6 separate regions of the Mus musculus genome follow, and all the other regions are linked to region 2. Evidence: chromatin contacts called from public HiChIP or PLAC-seq, Micro-C and promoter capture Hi-C data. All regions are on one chromosome and are shown on one strand. The core of a region is the stretch at or near the end of the contact, and the rest is flanking DNA. Distances in the headings are between cores, read along the strand shown. Region 1 holds the start of Prkag2os1 (protein kinase, AMP-activated, gamma 2 non-catalytic subunit, opposite strand 1). Region 2 holds the start of Actr3b (ARP3 actin-related protein 3B). Region 3 holds the start of Galntl5 (UDP-N-acetyl-alpha-D-galactosamine:polypeptide N-acetylgalactosaminyltransferase-like 5). Region 4 overlaps Prkag2 (protein kinase, AMP-activated, gamma 2 non-catalytic subunit). Region 5 holds the start of Galnt11 (polypeptide N-acetylgalactosaminyltransferase 11). Region 6 holds the start of Prkag2 (protein kinase, AMP-activated, gamma 2 non-catalytic subunit).

Region 1 (2,700 bases), core at 105-2,604, 860 kb after region 2:
CTAAACTCAATCCCCAGCACCCACATATAAAAATCTGGTAATATATAATCATGGTAATATAGGTTTGTAATCCCTGCACACTGGGGAAGCGTAGACAGGCAGATCTCTGGAGCTTACTGGCCAACCAGACGAGATGAATTGCCAAGATTCACTGTAAGAGCCTATCTCAAAAACTAAGGTGGAGAGCAATGGAAAAAGACATCCAGTAGCCACCTCTGGCCCTTACCCATACATGCACCCAAACATGCATGCTTACATGAATGTGCGCGCGCGCACACACACACACAGAGCGTGTGAGAGAGAAATCGCGAGCACCAGAGCGAGCAGGGACCACTCTGGGAAAGTAAAACATCTCGGAGCTCAGGCCCTGGCGTGTGAAGACTTGGCTGCCTTTCCTTGGGTAATCAATCCACAGAGCTCCTGAAGCTTTGTTTTAGTATTGCTATCACTATGGGTTGTATCTGCCAAACACAGGCCTGGCGCTTGGTAACCACTTGCTTGCTTTCCATTCCTCCTTGGAAGTCAGACTCCAGAGCATCCAATAACCAGTGTACCAAAAAAAAAAAAAAAAAAAAAAAAAAAAAAAAAAAAAAAGGGGGAAAGAAAACAAACAAAAAACTGTGCCCACTATTCTTACCTGGTGGGAGGGAATTGCCTAAAGGGAGTGAAGATGGGTTCTCTGTGGAGATGGCACACCTTGGGCACTGCAGCAGTCTGGCCCTCCGTGGCGTCACCATACATGAACAGGTGCACAGTTTCTATGTGGTATTAAATTTTCATGAGGATGGAGAATCCAGGGAGGCACTGAGAGCCTATGAAGCCTTTCCTTCTCCCTAGAATCTCGGGGCTTTTAAAAGTGAGCCTCTGCAGAGTCAGCCTGCCGGTTTGTTGGCTGTGACATGAGGGGTGCTGACCTCTGGTGGTAGACATGTCAAAGTGACAGGTTCAGAAGGTCTGTCTGTGCTCTCTGAACTCTGACCTTCTCTGGCTGAGTTTATAGGCCAGGGATAAATTGATTCTTGACCACAAGAATAATTAAGATTGTATGAAATATCTGTAGTAGAAAACTTCCTGCCTAGCTTACCCTGTATTTAACATATTGCCACATGTTTTAGTATATCCAAAGTCAGGTTCAAACATATCCTAACGGTGTCCTAGGCTTAAGAAGGTACAGGAGTTGTCCTGTGGACTGTGCTTTGGAAGGTGTCTGCACCCCAGAAGTTTCTGGAATGAAATTTTAGTCCCCGTGTAACGTGGAAAGGAGATGTATCGTCTCCCAGGTATTGATTGGTTCTTCCTAGGCATCCTGGAAAGGATGAAGCCAGCCTCCCCGCTGTCTGGCTTCTTCTCTGTCCATAGAGCCACACCCTCTTGTACCGGCTGCTGTGTGATGCTCCCCCCCCACCCCCCATTATGACACAGCCAGTAGGACACTCAGCACACATAAACGCTATGCTCCTTAGGTCTTCCCGCTACCAAAATCATGAGCCAAGTAAATAGCTGTGTATTTTGTCCAAGAAGCAAAATCAGGCTAAGACAGACAGGAAAAGGTCGTGTTACCTAAAAGGAAAAAAAAAAAAAAATACCTGACTGGTTTAAACAAACAGGAAAGTGCATAGAGTGGTTGGATAGCAAGAAGTGGAACATATCACCAGCCTTGGCAAGTGCATGGAACCAAGTAGAAAGTCATTAGGAACCAAGGTAACACCTCCCATCACTCTGCTAGGGACTCGTGAACTTCCCTCCAGAAGACTGTCTTTCTACTTTATAGGCACCCCACCAGGGTCCAGGCCCCATCACTATCCAAATGGAACTCCATCCCACTCGCCAGAGTCCTGGGCCTGTCTCTGACCTTTGTGGCTTCCAGCTTCACCTGTCAGGTGTAAACAGGAACGGTGTTGATTGTCCAGCAGCACTGGAAAAATTGGAAAAGCATTTTTAATGTTCTCTTCTCCTAGATCTTTTGATGACTACTAGCATATACTGTGGAACTATGCTGAGTCTCAGATAACCCTAAGGCACAAAGCATTACACACACACACCCTGGGTCATAGAAGAGCAAAGTCAGAAGAGAAGAGGTGAGCCTGGCAGTGGTGCCTTTAATCCCAGCACTTGGGAGGCAGAGGCAGGTGGATTTCTGAGTTCAAGGCCAACCTGGTCTACAGAGTGAGTTCCAGGACTGCCAAAGATACACAGAGAAACCCTGTCACGGGGGTGGGGGGAGGGGGGGAAGAGGTGAAGTGCCCTCTTTAAGATGGCATATAACATTCCAGAGACTCCCCTAGAGTCAAGCCCATGTTGGAGGCCAATGTGAGGTCATCTTCCTTTCAGAAGATTACCATGGTCTCCTCTTTATTCTTTACTCCAATTCTGCCCTGCATCCAAACTTGCCAAGGTTAGCACAAACTTATCTTCCCCAAATCCAGTGGCCAGCAGTCAACCCTCGTCCCCATCTTAACCTGGAGTCCACAGAGTTGCCCCGTGCCCTCTTCTCAACGCTCATCCTTAATCTCTAAGGCATGGCTGGAGAGGTGGCTTGGTCCCTGGTGGGTTCCCCACCATAGCTGGTTGTAGATACCCTCTGTGGTTCTTTCTCTTCCCTTTGCAGCCAGTGTAACATGGCGTGACTCACAGCTCCATGCAGTCATCCTTCCTAACTGAATGGAAGAAACCAAATGTTCCTGTGGCTCTATCTGAGGC
Region 2 (2,700 bases), core at 94-2,593:
ACTGATTTGAGCAAGTCTAGGGAAGTCAGCAACTTCTCAAATACAGGGCAACAAAACTTCTCTATAACGTTTATTTCCAAAAGAAAAATTAGCAGAAATAGAACATGTTTTCCAGTCTGTAACCACTGCTGGTTCCGGAGCAACAAAAGGAAAGACACATCAGTAGGAGATGGACTGTAGCAAATTAGAAGACACCCCCACAAGGTTGTCAAGGAAACCAAACCAAGTATATTTTTCTACAGGAAAGAATTGCAAGAGAACATGCCACAGACTATTCGGTGACAAAGGATTACCATCCCTTGAAAAACATTTTAAGAGGCTAAATTTATTTGCAAGCTATTTATGAAGTACTTTGTCAGCAATGCCAGCAGGTACTCCCAAACTCCCAGGTTGGAGGTTTGGCTGCCACCTTCCTAAAATTAGCTAAGCCTGACAGCATAAGCCATTCTTAAGGTCTCTTCTGAAAAATTAACATCTTCAAAAAAGAAAAGAGTTATCTACTTCCCCAAAAAGGAGAGGGCTGTTTTTTTTTCAAAATGTTAGTCTTTTTTTAATGTGTGTGTGTGTGTGTGTGTGTGTGTGTGTGTGTGTGTGTGTGTTTTAAGAGCAAAGATAAGTGTATGCAAACCAAAGCAGGAGCTGGGCTAGGCTGTGCCATTTCAGAGTGGAAAAGAGCAGAGTGGGAAAGGGGACTGGGTGTCAAGTTGACATGGCACGTGTAAACATCTCCACGAGTAGGTGGTTGGTACATCAGTAGGGAAAGGTGACACGCGCGCGCGCGTGAGTGCACAGGATGAGGACAGGTGACAAGCACCCCGGGGATGGGGGGGAGAGGAACTACTCTGAGCTCTCAGGTGCAAGCCCTGCAGAGAAAGTATCTGCAGCAACATCCCGGCAAGGTGCAGCCCACCCGGTAACCCCGCAGCCTCATGCCCTCAGCACCCCATCTTCTCAGAGCCACATCCCTTAACTCTCTAAGCCCTCAGATTGAGCTCCGTCCCCCAGCTCCCACCCCACCTAAGCTCTATCCCTCAAACTCCCCAACCCCTCAGACTGAGCTCTGTCCCTCAGCACACCATCCCTCCGTGCACCATCCCTCCGCGCTCCTCCTGCCGTCTGACCCCGCGGGGAAATGGCTCCAGGACGCCCAGCGAAGCGTGAGTGGGCGCGTGGGGCGCGGCTCTTACCCGGTGCCGCAGTCAACCACGCAGGGAGGCAGCGAGCCCGCCATGCTCGGCCACGAGGCGCTCCGTCCCCACCAGCCCCAGCGTGCCCCTGGGTGCCCAGTGCCAAGGTGCCGGGTCGCAGGCAGCGCCGCTCCCCACCCAGGAGCTGCCGGGAGCCCAGAGGCTCTGCCTCGTGACGTCACTCTACAGTTGGCCAATCGGGGACGCGCACGCTCCGCCCTCTTGTCAGCCATCCTTAGTGCTGGCAGCCCGGCGTTTTAGCCTATGCATCTATCCTGCAGTGGAAGAGATTGGAGTCTATTTTTAACATGCATAAGGTGACTATGACCCCATTTGCGAGGCCTGAATTCTTTCTCTTCTCTCCTTTTTACAAATTGCAATTTTGTTTTGTTATGTTTTGTTTTCGAAACAGGGTTTCTCTGTGTAGCCCATACTGCCCTGGAACTCTTTCGGTAGGTAGTTCAGGCTAGCCCCACTTGCCTCTGCCTCCCTAGTGCTGGGATCAAAGGTGTGCCCCACCACTGCCGGCTTATCTAGCTGCAATTTTTTTTAAAGATTATTGGCTGTGTGTCTATCTGTCGCTATGTCTGCTGGTGTGTGCATGTATGTAAGAGCAGGTGCTCTTGGAAGCCAGAGGCTTAGGATCCCATGCAGCTGAAGTTATAGACAGCTGTGAATGGGCACCAGGAATCTGAATTGGGTCTCCCGGAAGAGCAGCAAGTGCTCTTCGCTGAGCCATCTCTCCAGCCCCTTTCTCCTCTTAATTCTCACTTCAATGTTCACTTTATTCTCTACCCCAACAATCTCTTGATTTTATTTCTAACACTTAAAGCTAGTTTGGGTACTTATTAGTAGATGTTCACCTCTCCTGAATTATAGGTTCTCCTAGGGCAGGGCTTCATGCTTAACACATTTGGTGCTCCGATAAAAATCACCTGAATGTTGAACGAATAAATAACCTTCACTGTAGAAAAATACTTATGACTTTCTATGATAGAGCACTGCATAATGTATCCTGGGAGAAAATCAACATATGCATAATTAGGCTTAAGGAATAAATGACCTTAGTCAATGCCACATCAATATTACTAGGAAATATTTTCTAATATCAAAGATAGGGTGATTATCCAGCATCATTGTGGAAAGGAGACTTAAGAAGGAAAACACCTACCTACTGGAAACCCCACTTGCACCCTAAATGTTAGCCTCTAAAGTTCTTGACTGTGATGCCAAAGGAACTTTCTAGAGATGTATTAATTCACTTGGTCTTTACTGGGACTTAAAGCATTGTGGATTTTCCACAGGAGAAGAATTAGATTAGTTGACCATTCTTGGGTAATTCTTTTTTTTTTTAAGATTTATTTATTTATTATATGTAAGTACACTGTAGCTGTCTTCAGACACACCAGAAGAAGGTGTCAGATCTCATTACGGGTGGTTGTGAGCCACCATGTGGTTGCTGGGATTTGAACTCGGGACCTTTGGAAAAGCAGTCAGTGCTCATACTGGTTGA
Region 3 (2,700 bases), core at 192-2,691, 580 kb after region 2:
CTCAAGCAGCTGTAGTTGAATTCAGTGGGTGACACACAGAGAATAGATTTGCGAGGAGGACAGGGACTTTTACAAAGAATAAGGGTTTCCGGCAGGAGGGGCGGATGAGAGCGGGTGATGGGAGTGAGAATAACTAAAATTCAGTGTAATACACGAAACTGTCAAAGGTGTGCATGTGTGTGTGTGCACACACACATGTGTGTGCCTGTATGTGTGCATATGTGCAAGTATGTTGGGCGTGGGTGTGGGTGAGTGTAGTGAAACTTTCCCTAACCTATGAGTATAAAATGCCTTGTTAGCATACTTTATGGATTTTTTTTTATTAATTGATTTTTGTGTGTGTGTAGCCCTGGCTGTCCTGAAACTCATTTTTGTAGACCAGGCTGGCCTAGAACTCAAGAGATCTGCCTGCCTCTGTCTCCTTGGTGCTGGAATTAGCTGCCTGACTATCAGTATATCTTATTAAAGGGGCCTTGTCAGAGTCCCCGTTCCTGTAATGGTTAATGTTGTCAACTCTACAGGATCTAGGATCACTGGAGAGAGAGAGACTCTCAGTAAATCTACATAATTCAAATTAGGTTAATTGAGGTGGAAACATCCGCATTAAATATGGGTGATGCATTCCGTGGCCTGGGGTCCCAGGTGAATGGAGAGGAGAAAGCCCTGAGCACCAGAATTCACTACTTCCTGGCTGTGAACACCATGTGATCAGCCACCTCCCTCTCCTGCCACAGTGCTTCTGTGCTTTCCCCATCACTATGAAATCTATCCCCTCAAGTTGTAAGCTAAAATAAACTCTCACTCCTTTAAAAATAAATTTTAAAAAATGTAAAAGTATGATGTGATTAAGTCATCGGTGTGAAGATCTGTGCGGGCACACATCCTCCCCACATTAGCGTCAGGAGAGCATGACCTTGCTTCTGATCCATGCCACCACTGATTTTTCTGAAAACAACATTTTGCAATGCTTTATCTTCCCAACACTGCTCTTCAGATGGGACCTGTAACCTCACTCTTCAAAGGCCTTCCCTCCATTGAGTTTTAAGTAACTATAAAGAGCTCACACAAGTATGTCACAGAGTCCCCTTTCAGGAACTGGAGCCTACACAGTATCTTATGTCTTCCAGAAGTGAGGCATAGCCAGCCTTTTCTTGTGGTAAATCAGTCTCCGTGCTGCTCGGCAGAGTCCACATCAGCCAATGTCCAGCAGACCACTGCTTGCACTGGTCTAGATGCCTGGACTTCCTGAGTCTCTAACTCTGGCCTAGCTCCTTACCTGTCAATGAGGCTGCCTTTCTGGCAGCTTTTAAAGTTATTTGACAACCAGAGTCATAAGTGGAATCAGGTCTGTGAGTGATGAAAAGATGTAATTTTCTAGGTGGTACTAGATCATGCTGGGTTGCCTTACAGCAACAGAGTGTTCAGCAGGCCACCACAGGCTGGCTCTCAGAGCCCAGTGACATCACACAAGGCACTGTTGGCCCACAGAGGCCTCTGTCTGGAAGTCTAGCAAGCAGTTAGAATCCAGGAAGCTAGAACCCAAAGGGGCCTATCATAACTACTGTCTGAATGTCATTCCTCCTCAGCTAAGGAAACAGAAAGTCTCATGAGAGTCAAGGTCAAAACCCAGGGTATGCAGGCTTGGCCTAATGTTTAGCTCTTGTGAAATGAGATTACAAAACAGCTGTCAGAATACCTCAAGAAACTGAAATATGAGACCAAAGGCTGCCTGAATGCAGCCTTTAACTTTTCCTTTCTGATCCATTGCTCAGCATTTAGATGGCAGTACACAAGATCAGCCAAGACTTGAGAGAGCCCTTCTGTGAGAGTAAGAGGAGGTTGGACCCCTCCCCCCAGAGGCTTGGAACCACCACACCCCTGTATCAGCTCAATAGAGGCAGTGGTGCGCTGGGGCTCTTCTAGACCCTTCTCTAGAGCATGAAGGTCTGGACAACTCCTAGCATAAATTTGGATGCTCATCTGCACAAGCTAGATAGGAAGCACTTCTATTTCATTTATCAATGGTATTAATGCAGACTATGTTTGAATGGGCGGGGGAGATGGCTTATTTGGGAAACTCCTTGCCACACAGCATAAAGGTCTGAGTTTGGAACCCTAGCATCACATAAAAGCCATTCATGGCAATGCACACCTGAGACCCTAGCCTGGGGAAGGCAGAGACAGGAGAAGCCCTGGAACTTGCTAGCAGGTTCAGTGAGAGGCCTTGCCTCAAAAACAAAACAAAAAAAAGACCAGTAAGGGAGGACGCCACACACCAATCTTCATATATACATACATGTACATGTGTAGCTATCTCTGCCTACACACACACACACACACACACACACACACACACACACACTCACATAAATTTTCCTAGCACATAAGACTCTGAGTTTGATCCCTGGCAATGAAAACAAACACAAAACAAACTAACAAACCAACCATTTTCTCAATATCTATGCAAATATATATATATATATATATATATATATAATGCAAAAGCCCATGCAGAGTGGAATGGACAGGGCTGTGGGTGTGGTACAGCTGGTATAGTGCCTGTCTAACAAGCATGGAGCCCTGTGCTCCATCCCAGCACCACAGTGGGAATGGATGGGGCTGTGGGCATGCATGTGATAGCAGGACACCTCAGACACAGAAGCAAGATGCAGGGTGCATGATGCTATTGCTATGACACTG
Region 4 (2,700 bases), core at 161-2,660, 750 kb after region 2:
GTATGATGTGTTATTGTGACGTGTATGTATCTGTGACACATGTGTGTGCATGTGTACATGTGTGCGTACATGCCTGTGTCTGTGTGTATACACACATATGGAGGCCAGAGGTAAACTTTAGATATCATTCTTCAGTTATTGTCCACCTCATCTTCTGAGATGGGTTCTTTTCATTGGCCTGGAGCTCCCACGTGGTGTTTCTGGTTGGCCATTGAGTCCCAGGGGTTCCCCATCTCCCCCCTCTGAGCTCTGAGATTGCAGTGCACCCTACATGTGGGTATCAAGCTCGAGTTCTCATGCATGCACAGCAAGCACTTCGTCAAGTTGGTTGTCTACTTAGCCCTAAAAAGTTCATCCTGTCATCTGAGATGAGCTGAGATGTCTTGTGCTACATTTAACCACTTGGGGCAGCCACTGCACCATCTAAGTCTTCACCACATTCAAGGAGCGATGCCTTTACTACTGGCCTCCTTTCCACCTTTGTTTTCTGGATCTTTTCTTACATCTAATTTCACTCACACAGTGTGGGGGTGTGTAAAATGAGAGAGCATAGCTGGGGTCCCGTTGTCCTGGGCCTGTCCCATCAGTTGCTTACATTTTTCCTGGCTTTTTGGTACTGTGGCCACTAGGGGGTGCTATAGCCTCACATGCTGAACCTTGAGCAGGCGCTGCTGTGAGAAAAAAGCAGGAACCGTCCCTGCACGTGTCTCGTCCTAGCAGAATCAGGAGGCCAAAAGGAAGGTTCACACCTCTGGCACTGGGCAGGCCACAGCAAACAAGCTGATCCCTGCCATCCTGGAGGCAAGCGGGACATACGTGGCCAAGGCATCACCATGCTGTGTCAAGTGCTGGGAAGAAAATCAGAAGGGTGACGGGGTGCTAGGTGTAGGGGAGTCAGGGGCAGCCTCTCTGATGGGAAGGAGTCAGAGAGGGCTCTGCTGGACAGCCCAAAGATGGCGTGCCAGGCAGGAGAATGCAGGGCATTTTTTTCCAGTCCTGAGGAAAAGAGCTAGCCAGCTAGCTACAGGTGAGGTCAGGAAGGTGGGGCCTCAATGGTGGAGCCCAGGGCTCTTTAAATGAATGGTTGGGAAAGCCAGAGGAAGGGTGTGCCCTTTGCATAAGCTTGTGTGGCTGCTGCTCAGACTACAGCTGGGACTGAGGGCCATCCGAGAGCCACTGAAACAGACCTGACATCAAGCCAATGGGCTCCAGCCTCCCTGGGGACGTCACTTCAGGCTTGTTTTCCTCTAGAAACTCTTGCTTAACTATGCTTGGCTTAAGCCGTCCTCCTGTGTGTGAGCTGAACTCTTACCACAAATCCCTCTGCAGTCTGTTGCCTCCTGACTGGCTTCTCTCGCTCCTCTCTTTGGAAACCACGCGCTGGGCTTGACTCTTCTCTCAGCTCTTCCCGTCTCACCCACTCTACCGCCACCATCCGGCCAGTCCCAGTTAGTGCATGGAGGGCCACCCACAGCAGAGCTCTAGCCTCAGGGCTGACAGTGGAAGGCACTGTAACCTGGAGGCCTGTTGCCTTCTGCGCTCTGTTGGGCTGAGACCAAGAACTCAGCTCCTCTTGTTCCTTTCCCTTCTCCTGCAGATCAGAATCGTCCTGACTGAGGTTTAGACTAAGATAGACTTTACAGCTAGCATGAAAACAAGTAGCAGCTGATGATGCATGGTGTGGCAGTGGCACTGGGACCTGAGATGGAAACATTGGGTCAGCTCCTCCAGCCCCACTGAGCAATACACAGAATCTTGTCTTAATAGCACACTGACGTTGCTGATGGAACTGCTTTGGGGCCTTATCTTTGTCCCACTAGGAAAAAAAAAAGGAATAAAAAAATCTCTGTCCTGGGTTCCACCTCTTCTGATTACACAAAGGCTGTTCCAGCCCTCAGATTAACACAGCCCTCAGCAAGACAGGTGGAAATCAAAAGATGGAGAACACACCCTGGCCCCTGGGCTATTTGCATCTGTGGGATACTTGAAAACCTGCGAACAAGTCATGCAAATGAAGCCAGCGGCTTCCCTGCTGCTCGTTTGAATTCTTAACTGCTGTTTGCAGTAAGAGATACATTGGAGAGCTTGGGGGGTGATTCAGTTCTGTGTGCTGGGAGTCTGAGTTCAAGTCCCAGAACCAAGGTAAAAAAAATCTAGGTGAGTGTGGTAGCAGCCTGGGAGGAGAGGAGGCTGGGAGGAGACCAGAGGACCTCTAGGACTTGCTGGCCAGCCAACCTCAACTAATTTAGTGAGAGACTGTCTCAAAAAGCAAGGTGGATGGAGCCTGAAGGACGGCTGAGATGATGGCCTCCAGATACCACAGTTACACCCCTGTACACACATTCCCTTCCCCATCCCTGCCCCTGCCCCCCTCTGCCTTGTGAACACACACACACACACACACACACACACACACACACACACGATGTTGTCATCCAGCATAGAACCCCCTTCTCATGACACGGGATTTCCTCTGGAATCTCTTCGTTGTCTCTGATTTTAGCATGCTTTATCAGATAAGACCGCTGATTTTTATGATCTGGGTGGAGAGAGTGATTGCAGTCTGGAAAATACAACCCCAGATGGTCAGAGACGTAGAGATGAGTTTGAAAGGCCTGCCAGTTGAGTCTGGCTAGGGTGTGGAGAGTGGGACTGGCAAGATGCACTCTGGCCAGAGATGGAGAAGTATCTTTCCTTGCT
Region 5 (2,700 bases), core at 197-2,696, 540 kb after region 2:
ACAAAGCTGGAAGTCTCGGCTGTTCTTCAGCATACACTGGAATCCAGCATACAAACAGGCTCTAATGCCAGTGAAGGAATATGGACTTTCAAGTATGGGTGAGAGCAAGCAGGCAAAGAGGGGGCTTCCTTATTCCATAGCCTTTGTAAAGGCTGCCAGCAGAAGGTGTGGCCTTAGATTAAAGGTGGATCTTCCCACCTCAAAGATACAGATTAGAAATGCTCTCCCCACTTCAAATGATTTAATTCAGCAAAAATCTCTCACAGTTGTGTCTAGCCATTTTTGGTTGTCAAGTTGACAACCAAGAATAGCCTCAAACAGATACAGATAAAGGAAAGACCATGGATTCCAATTCAAATGAAGTATCTAAACCAGGTAAACTGAGAGACTGAAGAAGAGCAGGAGTCCCTGCCCTATGTTATAATGTCTGTCCTGAGTGATTGATTTTGGAAATATATGGCACTGCCTGTTAAGACAACACTGTGAATGTACCCGATGCCATTCAACTATACTAGTAAAATAATCAATAAACTTCATGTTAATTATACTTCACAAGAAAAATAGTAATATAAAATTGTTAAGAAACCTGGCAAGAAACAGCACAGAAATGTTAGAGATTTGATTCCAGGGCCATCAAATGAAAACTATAGACTACGGTATGGTGACATTTCAGTTGCAGAGCTCCGTGGCAGGCACATGCTGAGGGTAAGAAAGGCTTACTTCCTGTTTTTCTTAAAGCATTATTTCAAATAAAAGAAGAAATAAGTTTGAAGTAACTGTTTTGTTGGGCCCACGGACTAGAAAGCGTCTCCAGGGTCTCATTTTTTGTTTGAAGATAAGCAACCAACCAACATGATGGCTCTCAAAGTAAAAGGACAAGATCTGACAGACAGGTGGCGGGTCTTCCTATATTTATATTTAAAGCACTAGTTTGGGGTGTACGAAAACCATAAAAGGTAATTTTTTTAACAAGCATACTGCAAAGAAACATGCATCCTTTCTGTCTTCCAGCCTCCTGTACCGACGCGGTCTAAATCCTGACCGTAATAACAGCAATAAAGATAAAATCGGTATTTTTTTCTAGTAAATCACAACACTGGCTGGAGGTTACGGCCACCGAGAGAACGGCCATGCGCAGTACCCATCACTGCTGTTGAATCCGGAAGCAGCTCTGGCCTCCCAGGCCACCAAGCCTGCTCCAGCAGCCGCGTCCCTTCAGGCCGCAGCCCACGCTCAGGCGCCGACGTAGGCCGCGCGGGGTCAAGCGCCGCGGGCCGGCTACTCACCGCGACACCCGCAGGCCGGGATAGCGGCGCTCCAGGGCACGGGCTGCGGCATCTCCGCTCCCGCCACAGCCCGGGCCGAGCCGCACGAGCCGCGGCGCGCGACGCGGCCCACGACACGCAGCCTTGCGGAGCCCTCGCGTCACGGCACGCGTCACCGCACGCACGCCCTCGCCTCCGAGGATGACGTCACCGCCCGCGGCCTGGCGTCACGAGGCCCGGGCTCCTCCCCGCCCAGTGTGGAGCTGAGCTCTGTCCCATAGGGCCTTAGTGAAGTTCACTCCAGAGAGAAGCTTAGATGAGGGGACGACTTTTTCTTGGAGAGAATGTGAGGAAATTTAGCAGATCAAACAGAATGGTAAGGTTTTGGTAGTTGGTCCATTAATGCTGCTTTACATTGACGGGTATCTATATTAATCCTGTTATCTCACCATGCTATTCAGCCAAGACTTTTTTTTTTTAAATCCGTGATGTCTGGTAGAGCAATGGGACATATGTAAGGAGAAAATTCTGCGTCCCTTATTTTTAAGAAAGCAGCATCTCCTGAACCAATAAATTGTTCTAGCTAGCATTAACCCAGGATACTTCCCTCCTGCATTAACTGGCTGTGGTGACCGACTTTGACTTGAAATGCCCCACTGGGGCTTATGTGGAGCTTGGTGCCTGCTGGTGGTGCAATTGCCAAAGATTGTAGAAACTTTTTGGAGGTGGGGGTCAATCTAGAGGGAGAAGGATCAGGGATGTCCGAGGGTCTTACCTGGTCCAATTGTCCAAGTCTCCTTCTGGCTTCCTGCCCATCATGAAGTAAATAACCTACCCCATATACTGCTGTCATCCTGATGTTCTGCTCAAATGCGATGGCCAAGCAACCATGCAATAAACCCTCAGTAACCATGAACCAAAATAACTCTTTTCCCTTTAAGTTGTCAACACAGTGGCACAAAATTAACTCATATGTGGCCCTGCCAAATACTTACTAGTATTGTGAGGCTGTAGGATGCTCTGTGAGGTTACCTAGGTCTATCCTTAAGGCTGAAATCCTGATGGCCCTTATCTGTGTCCTTCCATGGCCATTGCCCTCAGTCAAACAGTTGCTGCTCAATGCCAAAGAAAGCATTTTTCATAGTTCCCATTCTTGTCCACACAGCATCTTAACGGGAACTCATGGTTGTTTAAGGGATGACTCTCTCACGAGAGGGCAATAGAACAGAAGCATTGTCATGCCATAACCATGTGTCTGCTATTGTTCCTGTATGTGTGACAACGTTCCTGACAGAAACTACTTAAGGGTTTATTTTGGCCACAGTGTGAGGTACAGCCTCTGCTGTGGTGGGTAAGCCATGGCAAGCAGAGGTCTAAGGTAGCCTGTGACACTTCACCCTCAGGAGGCCCAGAGAGGCTGGTGCTCATCTTACAA
Region 6 (2,700 bases), core at 61-2,560, 660 kb after region 2:
TGTTTTGAAAGTGTGGTAGCAGGATGTATACAAACTTACCTGATGAACCAAGGATCGCCCCCTTCCCCCCAGCTGTAGGGTTTTACCTAATTTGCAGGAACTTGGCTGGTACCGTGGAAATCCAGGGGATTGCTGGACCCAGCAATGGGTTTCTCATGGGACAGACAGGTCCTTTACTAAATCATGGTCTTAAAGTGGTAACCACATCCTCTACGGTGGGAGAGCAGGAAGAGGAGTAAAGGCCATCTCCTTACCCGTGTCATGTCTTCGTCAAAGGAACCCCTATCACGTTTATGCTATAGGTACTGTCCGTGTATTACTGTTTACAGGGAGCAGGTGGGCTGATGTTAGCTTCAAAGAGCTGGAGTGATCACTGGGGTCAGCCGGTATTCAATTCTGAGCAGGAGAGGAAGCACGCCCCTCACTCAGACCAGAAGCCAAGGTCCTGCTGCCTGGGAGGAACACCAGGGCCCTGAGCAGCCCGCAGTACCAGATCTGCAGCCAGTGGCTCTGAAGATCCGGGAGCACGTGGCGTGTTCGCCCTGGTTTCAGGCTCCGACGCACCCATTTCCTCTCGTGGTTTTAGGACTTCAGCATTTACTGAGACCAGAGCGCCTTTGCCAAAGATCAAGGTTTGTTGCGCAATCTTTGATGAATCTGAAAAGAACCAAGTTGTGGAGAAAAGCCTGCACTCACCACGCCACAGGCCGCTCTGGACAGGATGGGGTTCCCTACGCCGCAGGGGGGCGGCGTTGCGAGAAGCGAGTGCGGTCACCCGAACCACTTTGACCCGGGGCTTCAATCGTGGCGTGGTCGGGCTGCGGGTGTGTGTTTCCGGGGGCTGGACCTAAACAGAGACACAGCAAAACCAGATGGATCAGAATCAGCTCCTGGCGAGTCCGGAGCTGGCCTACCTTGAGACAGAGAGTGCACGGCGACCACCCGGGGGCAGCGTGGGCCGCGTGGAGTGGGACAGTGGCGCCGCACGCCGCGCACTTCCTGTTCAACGCGCGCGCCGCCTGCCACCGCCCAGCGCTCCCAGAGCCTACGTTGGTGCCAGACCCGGCCCCCACAGTTCCCCGGGTCCCGGGGGCCGCGGCTCAGAGGCCGCCCGGGGCGGGCGCCCTGCCCTATTCTCCCCTAGGGGCTGGGGCGCGCCCTTCGGCCCGCAGAACCCAGCCAGCCGCCGCCACAGTTTATTCCTGCGGCCACGCGCCAGCCCAATTGCGACGAGTCTTCGCCTTTGCACCTCCTCTTCCCCCTCTGCCCTCCCTCTCGCCCAAAGAGGAGGCCCTCCGGGTCCCAGGCTCCCTGTCGCTTTATTGTGCGGCCCAGGGTTATGCATTTCTCTACCAAGTGTCTCTGGCCACCGTTTCCATCGAGGCACAGACACGAGAAGGCTGTTTTCCAAATTGCTGTTGTTAATTGCACCTGCCTGGCCGACTACCTCTGGGAATTTGTGGGAGGAGCCGAGAGGTGGAAAATGTTGCTTCGCTTTGCAGAAGGAGGAAAACTTTATCACCCAGCACAAGACTTCTGCCACGCGTAACCAAAAGTAGCACGGGCCGAGACTCTGCACCCAATGATTCCGTAGGAGAAAGAGGACGCTCCAACCCGGCATTCCGCGGACTGCCAGCCCCTCGGGTGGAGCCCCGCGTGTTACCTGCGCCACCCGCCCTCCCCGCGGAAGTCCCCACGAGGTGTTTTCAGGGTGGGAGGACAGTCATAAAAAGCGCGTGGCTCCAGTGTAACGGCAGCAGTCCTGGGAGGCAGCGAGGGGACCGAACCCCGGGGACGAGGCACCGGAATTAACTTCTAGCTAAAGTTATGGGAAGCGCAGCCATGGACACCAAGAAGAAGAAAGAGGTTTCCAGCCCGGGCGGGAGCAGTGGCAAAAAGAACCCTAGCCTGAAGAGGCGGTCACTGCGAGTGCACATTCCGGTGAGTCCCATCCCTGGAGCTCCAGACTCCCGCGGCGCCTAGGCGGTTAACAAGGGACACTCTGCGCGCGCCGTCCTGTCCCTCCTGTCCCTTCGGGAGGCTGGGGAGGGGGAGGGGCAGGGCCCAAGCTGGGCCGCAGAGCCCGAGATTGGATCTTGGTCCGTACTATAGTGGAGCTATGGGATTGTCTAGGACAGAGGCAAGGGTGTCTGCTGGGAAGCGAGTACGAGAAGCGCGCTCCCGGGTGCGCAAAGCCTGGTGGCGGACTGGGCGTAGCCCTGGATCGGGCCGGTGCGGGTGCTGGGGAGGGGGGTGGTGAGTTGTGTTGTTTTGTTGAAAAGGACCTCTTGTGAAGTGCGGGGAAGCGTGAGTTGAGGAGCCGCCGCCGCCACCGGGGACTGAGGAAAGGAGTGGTGGGTGGGAATATCGCGGGGTGCCACGGTGAGGCAGCACCCCCAAATAGCTCTCCCTCCACACCAATTTCAGGATGCATGTGAGTCGCGGCTGGAGCCCTTTGCAGTGATTCCCGTGGTTTGACTCCAGGAATATTTTGTGCCTCGTGGAATTTGGGGGCTTGAGGTTTTCTCGGCTTACTATACAGGGCTATTGCTAACTTCAGCCCAGAATACCCTGCCACCTTGGTTGGACTCTGGTGACATTGACTTAAACAGCCGGAGGGAGCAGCATGCAGAATAGCTTGCTCAGTGCTGAGCATCAGTCTGGTTTGCCCTAGCTGGTAGCCCAAGGGCACTTGTTCTC

The links. Promoter capture Hi-C pulls out the DNA fragments that hold promoters and counts their contacts. Hi-C and Micro-C count contacts between places; a contact is called where the count stands out from the background. HiChIP or PLAC-seq counts read pairs in DNA pulled down with a chosen protein or histone mark.
Region 1: a contact with region 2 is called in a Micro-C map of embryonic stem cells, with 4 times the contacts expected there. The contact joins the promoter of Prkag2os1 here to the promoter of Actr3b in region 2. A contact is called at or near these places in 2 of 39 promoter capture datasets (embryonic stem cells and pre-B cells), 3 of 484 Hi-C or Micro-C datasets (all in embryonic stem cells), 7 of 115 datasets of contacts at active chromatin or transcription factors (embryonic forebrain, embryonic stem cells, large pre-B cells and 2 more) and 1 of 9 other capture datasets (embryonic stem cells).
Region 3: a contact with region 2 is called in a promoter capture Hi-C map of embryonic stem cells, with 6 times the contacts expected there. The contact joins the promoter of Galntl5 here to the promoter of Actr3b in region 2. A contact is called at or near these places in 10 of 39 promoter capture datasets (the 3T3-L1 cell line, the C10 cell line, the HPC-7 cell line and 7 more), 1 of 484 Hi-C or Micro-C datasets (embryonic stem cells), 5 of 115 datasets of contacts at active chromatin or transcription factors (embryonic hindbrain, embryonic limb bud and embryonic stem cells) and 2 of 9 other capture datasets (adipose tissue and embryonic stem cells).
Region 4: a Micro-C map of embryonic stem cells shows a contact between it and region 2, with 3 times the contacts expected there. The contact joins the enhancer-like site here to the promoter of Actr3b in region 2. A contact is called at or near these places in 3 of 39 promoter capture datasets (embryonic stem cells and pre-B cells), 1 of 484 Hi-C or Micro-C datasets (embryonic stem cells), 6 of 115 datasets of contacts at active chromatin or transcription factors (astrocytes, craniofacial prominence and embryonic stem cells) and 1 of 9 other capture datasets (embryonic stem cells).
Region 5: a contact with region 2 is called in a promoter capture Hi-C map of embryonic stem cells, with 3 times the contacts expected there. The contact joins the promoter of Galnt11 here to the promoter of Actr3b in region 2. A contact is called at or near these places in 16 of 39 promoter capture datasets (the 3T3-L1 cell line, the C10 cell line, the HPC-7 cell line and 10 more), 1 of 484 Hi-C or Micro-C datasets (embryonic stem cells), 6 of 115 datasets of contacts at active chromatin or transcription factors (astrocytes, cardiomyocytes, embryonic forebrain and 1 more) and 2 of 9 other capture datasets (adipose tissue and liver).
Region 6: a contact with region 2 is called in an H3K4me3 HiChIP or PLAC-seq map of embryonic stem cells, with 8 times the contacts expected there. The contact joins the promoter of Prkag2 here to the promoter of Actr3b in region 2. A contact is called at or near these places in 8 of 39 promoter capture datasets (the 3T3-L1 cell line, HPC-7-derived erythroid cells, cranial neural crest and 4 more), 3 of 484 Hi-C or Micro-C datasets (all in embryonic stem cells), 6 of 115 datasets of contacts at active chromatin or transcription factors (acute myeloid leukemia and embryonic stem cells) and 1 of 9 other capture datasets (embryonic stem cells).

What each region holds. Positions count from the first base shown.
Region 1 is chr5:24,901,223-24,903,922 of GRCm38.p6, reverse strand. It overlaps Prkag2os1 (protein kinase, AMP-activated, gamma 2 non-catalytic subunit, opposite strand 1), which reads right to left and starts at 1,354. Exons shown (of 7, transcript NR_040684.1): 1 at 1,085-1,354; 2 at 638-758. The region is part of intron 5 of Prkag2 (protein kinase, AMP-activated, gamma 2 non-catalytic subunit); the gene reads left to right.
Region 2 is chr5:25,758,616-25,761,315 of GRCm38.p6, reverse strand. It overlaps Actr3b (ARP3 actin-related protein 3B), which reads right to left and starts at 1,343. Exons shown (of 12, transcript NM_001004365.2): 1 at 1,188-1,343. The coding sequence starts at 1,231.
Region 3 is chr5:25,180,221-25,182,920 of GRCm38.p6, reverse strand. Galntl5 (UDP-N-acetyl-alpha-D-galactosamine:polypeptide N-acetylgalactosaminyltransferase-like 5) reads right to left here and starts at 1,441. Exons shown (of 9, transcript NM_026449.3): 1 at 1,277-1,441.
Region 4 is chr5:25,009,266-25,011,965 of GRCm38.p6, reverse strand. The region is part of intron 3 of Prkag2 (protein kinase, AMP-activated, gamma 2 non-catalytic subunit); the gene reads left to right. Among named protein-coding and RNA genes, the nearest start is that of 1500035N22Rik, 25 kb to the right of the region's middle. Within about 2 kb of position 1,410, at least 106 of the 459 cell types and tissues checked have an H3K27ac peak or open chromatin away from gene starts, as enhancers often do. A contact at or near this core is called in astrocytes and embryonic stem cells, where this site is marked.
Region 5 is chr5:25,221,618-25,224,317 of GRCm38.p6, reverse strand. Galnt11 (polypeptide N-acetylgalactosaminyltransferase 11) reads right to left here and starts at 1,446. Exons shown (of 12, transcript NM_144908.4): 1 at 1,287-1,446.
Region 6 is chr5:25,099,252-25,101,951 of GRCm38.p6, reverse strand. Prkag2 (protein kinase, AMP-activated, gamma 2 non-catalytic subunit) reads left to right here and starts at 1,310. Exons shown (of 16, transcript NM_145401.2): 1 at 1,310-1,941. The coding sequence starts at 1,828. Gm42232 (a long non-coding RNA gene) reads left to right here and starts at 1,949. Exons shown (of 2, transcript XR_880887.2): 1 at 1,949-2,099. It overlaps 2900005J15Rik (RIKEN cDNA 2900005J15 gene), which reads right to left and starts at 977. Exons shown (of 1, transcript NR_027851.1): 1 at 1-977.